Regions from separate parts of the Oryctolagus cuniculus genome. Here region 2 is linked to region 1. Evidence: chromatin contacts called from public Micro-C data. All regions are on one chromosome and are shown on one strand. Each heading gives the region's core, a stretch centred on a gene start, on an enhancer-like site or on the middle of the called end of the contact. The rest is flanking DNA. Distances are from core to core; before and after follow the strand shown. Region 1 has its middle 310 kb from the start of TNS1. Region 2 has its middle 500 kb from the start of TNS1.

The links. A called contact is a pair of places that touch in the nucleus more often than the background predicts.
Region 2: a contact with region 1 is called in a Micro-C map of ear pinna, with 3 times the contacts expected there. The contact joins two enhancer-like sites. A contact is called at or near these places in 2 of 6 Hi-C or Micro-C datasets (ear pinna and an unstated tissue).

The regions. Positions count from the first base shown.
Region 1 is chr3:21,551,478-21,554,938 of mOryCun1.1, forward strand. No RefSeq gene overlaps it. Among named protein-coding and RNA genes, the nearest start is that of TNS1, 310 kb to the left of the region's middle. Within about 2 kb of position 1,429, at least 1 of the 8 cell types and tissues checked has an H3K27ac peak or open chromatin away from gene starts, as enhancers often do. A contact at or near this core is called in ear pinna, where this site is marked.
Region 2 is chr3:21,745,364-21,748,477 of mOryCun1.1, forward strand. No RefSeq gene overlaps it. Among named protein-coding and RNA genes, the nearest start is that of TNS1, 500 kb to the left of the region's middle. Within about 2 kb of position 1,453, at least 1 of the 8 cell types and tissues checked has an H3K27ac peak or open chromatin away from gene starts, as enhancers often do. A contact at or near this core is called in ear pinna, where this site is marked.

The sequences.
Region 1 (3,461 bases), core at 179-2,678:
GTGTGGTCTCAGATGGCTGCAGCTGCAGTGACTCAGCTGTGCTCCGTGCATGTGTTCATCCTCCAGCAGCCTATCCTGATCTCGCTCTTATACCTGTGACAAGGTTTAGAGACAGAGCAGAAGCACATGGGGCTCTGTAAGGCCCAGGCTCAGTAATGGCAGGATACCACTTTTGGTCAAGGCAAGCCATGGGATTAGTCTTAGGGCATGGATAGAGAAGGGGGCCATTGTTGGGGGACGGATCTTGATCTGACAATCAAAGCTGTTGCTCTCTCTTTGTCTTTCTCTTTCTTCCTTGCCTTTCTTCTTCTCTCCCCTTCCTCCATTCGTTCTAGATTTGCTTATTTATATTTGAAATGCAGAGTTACAGAGCGAGAGGGAAAGACAGAAAGAGAAAGAGATCTTTCATCTGCTGGTTCACTTCCCAAATGGCCAGACCACAGCTAGAAGCCAGGAGCCAGGAACTCCATCTGGGTTTCACACATGGGTGACTGACAGGAGCCCAAGTACCTGGGCCATCTTCTGCTGCTTCCCCAGGCACATTAGCACCCAGGACTCGAATAGTCCCTCAAGTGGGATGCTGGCATCACAGGCTGCAGCTTAACCTGCTGTGCCACAATGCTGACCACCTCACAGCACTTTCTGAGTTGGGCTGCTCTGGGGTGAGGCAGATGAACTTGCCTGCAGGGGGTCCGCTCTGGAAGAAAGCCCACTGGAGAGGGGATCAGGATGGCCTCTAAAATCCCATACAGTCTCAAGAGTTTATCAACTAGGAGCTTGTTTGCAACAATCCAGAGCTGAAGATTTTCATGATTAGAGAATCAGAAGAATTGAAATAATAATTCCTGATTGCTCCAGTCTTGGTCACAGCTTTTCACCCTTTCCCTCCCAGCCTCCTCTCTTTCCTTTTTAGCAATAATTACAACCCCCCACGCCTCCCTCACCCCTGCACCTGCCCCGTTTCAGCCTTGCCCACTTGGACCTCTGATCATATTCACCTGTCTGTGTGTGCGGAGTTCAGTTGGGTCTAGGGAGCAGAAGAGAAAGTATAAAGCATGCCCCCGAAGGATAAAGTTTGCTGGACTGTGAATGTATATTATGGTTTCTAAAGATTGATGTGTTTTGGAAAAGAAAAAAAAAAAACAAACCCCAGCACGTGCATATTTTTCAAAGAAATGCACATTTGCAGGGAATGGAAAAATGAAGGAAGCCAGCAACCCAAACCAAAGGCGGCTCTAAAGGAGGGCAACGTGAACTTGAGCTGCAGAGTTGGAGCCAGGACAGGAAGTGGGCTTGGCCAGCACGAGGTGCATATGCTGCATGGAAAACCACCCTACAGCCCGTTCCCTGTCTTCCTAATTCCCCTCAGTCTCCAGCCCCTCCTGACCCTGGGAACAATGCAGCTCTGTGCTGACTCCGTGCCTTTTGTGATGCCTGGGAGAGGGCGAAGGGAGAAGCTGGTCGGGCGTCTGCGTGTGTGAATCACTGGCGTCACGTGGCTGGGCCGGCTGCACTGGGGCACACAGGGAGCGTGGCCTGAGCCCACGCTTGGAGGCCGGTCAGCCAGGCGCAGGGCCCTGGCTCTGTTCTGCCTGGTCAGGGACAGGACAGAGGGCAGCTTGGGGGTGGGGGTGGGGGGTGGCGGTGGTGGAGGTCTGGCACAGTGAGGACACTCTCATGGTGTCGTGTGCAAGCTCTGGCCCCACCATATCCTCTGTGTGTGATGCTTGTGGAGTCACAGAATTCCTGGCTGACCCCTTGATTCAGGCGGGACATGCTTCCCTGAGTCCAGGAGCTCTTCCCAGGCCCTGGAATACGGGGGTGTAGAGAGGAGCAGAGAGAATACTGGGAGTTGGGCCAGAGTTGGGGGGCTGCTCTGTTTTTCTGGAATCTTCTAATTTCTAGCTTCGGAATGAGTGGTGAGAGATGCTAGGGCAGGTTCCTCCTAGTGCAGGTTGGCAAGTGTGGGTGTGGGGACGGGAGGAAGACCTTGATCAGGCACCGAGGGAGGGAGGACAGACACAGCAGATAGCTGAGGGTTGGAGTGGTCCCTGTTTCTCTTTCAGCCAGGAGGGGGCTTGCCCTGCAGGAGTCTGTGACCCTGCGCAGTCTGTGTTCCCGGGATCCCTGTACAGCCTAGGTGCCTTCTCCTGGGTGCCCTGCAGAGGGCAGTGTGGCTCTGCGGGCAGGACTTTGCTGCCTCATCAACTTTTCTTTCCACTCCACCGCCCTCCTAATCTTTTAAAAGCAAAGCTGCTTAGACACAACCGGAGCCCTGCTTGAATGACACGGATTTAGCCTGGTGCTCTGGGCCCCCTTAGCTGGGGAGAGCCCCTGAGCCTCAGATCTGTTCAGAGTGCCTTCCTGCCCCCTGCCTTGCTGGCCCCCTACACCCGGCGCAAAGCCTGGGGGACAAGGGCAAAAGGGGGTTGTGCACATCCTGAGTTGTTGCAGTTTTCAAGACGCATACTATCTGCCCCATGAAACCTTTCCAGGAGGTGGAGGGGCTGCTCTGTTTTATAGTTGAGAACTGAGACCCAGAGAGGTGAAGCAAGAGTCTGCAGTGGGCCCACTGGTCTTTTAACCCCAGTGTTCATTGCAGTCCTTTGTGATGCCCCCGGAATCCAGCTGAAATCCTGCATCCACCACTTGGTGCTTCTGTTTTCTCCCAAGTCAGAGTGCAGATGCCTGCAGCCTTCCCCTGGACTCTTGTGCTACTCTCTGGTCAACTGTGCAGTCTCAGGCAAGCCACTCCCCTTCCTGGGACTTGTGAACCCAGCAGGAGGATGAAGGTGTTGGATCAGATGATCTTGACCTCTCGTGGTTGCTCACTGGCGCTCTGTCCTCACTCACAAGTTATCTGGGGGAACGGAACAGTCAAATCTTGCAGGATGGTGGGGTGGTGACTTCGTGTGAGCACTAATGAGGAGCCTGACTCATTTCTTGATAGCTCAGCTGGGTGTCTCCACGTGGTGGGTGCACCCCTGTTCCCCGGGAGAGTCAGCTCGAGCCAGACAAGGGCATCTCTGGTGCTGACAAATGATGTAGATAGACATGGGTGTTAGTGACGGTGACAGTGAACTGGCCTGATGGAGCTCCAACACGTGGAAGCTCCCTGCCAGGCGTGTGTCCCTCCCGGGCCTTCCTCTTCTTGCGCCTTCTCTGGAGCAGCGTTTGAAAGTCGCACAAGCTCTGTTTCTGAACTGGCTGGCTATCTTGGGAGGTCTGCTCTTTGCCAAGAGGTGGGCGTAAGAGAAAGAAGAAGGAAAACTCCCCGAGGGCAGGGTCAAAACTACAAAGTATGCTTGAGAGTTGGAGATGGGGCGGGAGGGGGGGAGGGTTGGAAGGACAGAATGAGACAGATAAAGCCTGAAAGTCAGAAGTTTCCTTTACAGTATCAGCAATCAGCATTCACAGGAAATACATGTGAGGCTCTAGGTACCTCCAAGAGGGTGAAGCCA
Region 2 (3,114 bases), core at 203-2,702, 190 kb after region 1:
TACGCCACAGAAGGGAAAAGAAGAGTTTGAAGAGATCCGAAACTCATCTAGCTCAGGGTTTCTTTCTTTTATAAATGATTTATTTATTTAGTTTCAGAGAGGCAGAGGCAGAAAGAGAGAGAGAGAGAGAGAGAGAGAGAGAGAGGTCTTCCAACCGATGGTTCACTTCCCAAACAGCCAGTCAGTGCTGGGCCAATCTGAAGCCAAGAGCCAGGAACTTCTTCCAGGTCTCCCAAGTGAGTGCAGAGGCCCAAGGACTGGGGCCATCTTCCACTGCTTTCCCAGGCCATAGCAGAGAGCTGGATCAGAAGTGGAGCATCTGGGGCTTGAACCCACACCCACATGGGATGCTGGCCCAGCAGGTAGTGGTTTTACTCGCTACACCACAGCACTGGCCCCTAGTCCAGGGTTTCTAAACCTCAGCCTGTTGGCATTAAGGACTATATAATTCCTTATTGTGAGTAACTGTCTTACAGCACTTCTGGCTGCGCTCTGCAATCCATGACAATCTGAAGTGTCTCCAGACATTGTCATACGTCCCCTGAGGGGCAAAATTATCCCTAGTTGAGAACCATGGACCCATTCTCCCACATAATCTAGAACTTTCCTTTATATACCACATATCCTTTGACTGTTGTAGGAGCCTGGGAGGTCAGTTTTCTGTTTTGATTTTCCTGGGAAGCACTCACATTGGTGTTAACATGAAGATTTTGGATTTTGAAGCACATTGCCATGGATCAGATCCTGCAGTCACTCTTTGGTCTGACCTTGGGCAAACCTCTGAACCCTTTTCATCCTATTTCATGAAACTCCCTAATCCTTATTTCACAGGTTTATTAGCAGGACGAACCCATCATGGGTGTAGAACGTTTAATGCTTTCATTTGCTGGATAACTGTATTCATTCTATTGAGCCCAGGTTCTCCATCTCTACACATGATCTTAGCCAAAAGGCTGAGAAATGATAGACTCCCATCTCTAACTCGCCTCCGTTGCTTGCACACCCCGATGCCGTGCAGACTGCCTGGCCTCTGGATCTCCCAATAGATCAGAATTTGGCCCCTGTCCCATCCTCATGTTTTCTCAGTGGACAAAACTCCCCAAACTTGGTTCCTCCTCAGACACTTGAGAAGCAGCAACACATCGCAGTTTAGGGAGGTTAATGATTAGGTCTGCATAAAGCTGGGTATAAACAAGGCTGGCTGATGGTGGGGAGCGGAGACACGTGGAGGCCTGGCCAGGAAGGCTGCCACGGTCACAGCAGAAAGGCTGGATGCTCACCAGCTGGTGCCTAGGGGAAGTGGCAGATGAATGACCTAAAAAGAAACCAACCCCCAAGAGCAGACCTTTCTACAATGACACCCTGGAGTTGGGCACCCTGAGGCCGCACGGCCCTTAGCCTCTCTTTCCAGCTGCCCATTTGCAATGAGCTCCTGACACTTTCCAGGAAGTATAAATGAGACAGGAACCCTGGAGGCCAGTGATCTGAGAAGCCATCTGACCCCTCAGACCATCCAGCATCTGCTGAATCTTTTAAAAAAGACTGCTGGTGTCTGGGAGCCAGCAGACTCCTCCTCTTTGTGGCAGCCAAGGGCTAGGCTCACCTCCTATGCCTCCACATGTGAGCTGGACTTGACAAAGCTCTTGTCAATTGTATGCCAGCAAATAGAGGCCTCAGGGACGGTCCCTTTGTGTTGGAGGAAGAAGTGTGAGTCACAGCACTGGTGCCACAGAGCTCTCCCTGTTGGGAGTGGCAGGCCCCGCAGGGTGGCCGGGGACATACGAAATCCCTGCAGTTGATTTTGATATATTTGAGAACATTTTCTTCAATGCCAGGGCTGGCTCTTGTTTGCCCTTGGATAGTAGAGGGGGAAATTGGACTGACATGATTCTCGGTTGAGACAGTGATCTCTGAGAGCCTGACTAGAAACAGACTGCGATGGATATCGTTGAAACTTGCACACAAGGCAGTCCTGCCTGCCGTTTCCTGGGGTAGGAGGGTCTCTTCGCCAAGGAGATTAGACCAGATTGTTTAAACATGGGGCTCCTGCGTCTGCCCTAAGGCTTGGTGCAATTTTCTCTTAGACAGTCTCTTGATTTACGACTCTAAATCACATGGAGCATGACTGTGACTCACCAGTGCCCATCCTCCCCGAGGCTTTGGAGATAAGGGCTCCACAATGGGAGGCTGCTGTGAGCCCAGGGAAGGGGAGCAGGATTCTGTTTCATAGGTTTATGAAAAAACATTGAACTGCTTTTTTGGGTATCTCTGGGGGGCTTGCAAAATGTGAGGTGGAGAAGAAAGACGTTGCTGAGGTCTCTTCTCCTCTGTGCTGCGAGTTGGGGGAGGGTGAAAGGGGGATATGCCTGTTCAAGTCTGCTCACCAGGGATGGTCTCTCCTCTCTGTGGAAGATCTTTGCTGTACTGGTCCCTCCCGAAACCAATCTTGATCCTTCCTTCTAGAAGCTTCAAGTCTTTGGCTGAAAGAGTGTCCACCTGAGTTCTCTAGTTCAGATTCCTGCTTGATCTGTGGGCTCTATTCAAACTTTCTGCCAAGGAGCACTGGGTTTCCATGGTCTTCAGATGTTGTCAGCTTTGATCTCATAACCTGGAAGTCAGAAAGCTAAGGTGGCCAGTCCTATGTGGCCATTTTAGTTTAAGGAACTGAGGACTAGAGAAGCGTGTGTCTTACCTGCAAGTGTACATCGGTGCATGTCAGAGTCTGCACAAGTTTTTCCTCCTGGTCCTGGGCCACTTCCGAGAATCCCAGAATTCTCCACAGTTCTACTGAACTCCAAACTTGTGTTGGATGTGGATGCATAATTTCTCTTGAGGTTTTCATTTTTCTTTCTTCTTATCCACAGTTATGGTGATAATGAGCCATGGGAAATAGTTTCATCTCTTCTATCTTCTTTTCTTTAATAAGATTCATTGAGATATTAATTATTAATAGTGTGCCTCTGAATTATTCAGTGTTTATTGGCTTATGCACTCCATGATGATCACTGAATATTTGTTGTGTTCCCTGCATGTGCCAGGGATGGTGCTGAGGGTTCTGTGTGTATGGTCACATTGCAGCCTCTGAGTCTTCCTGAAGAGTGGCTACTCTTTGTG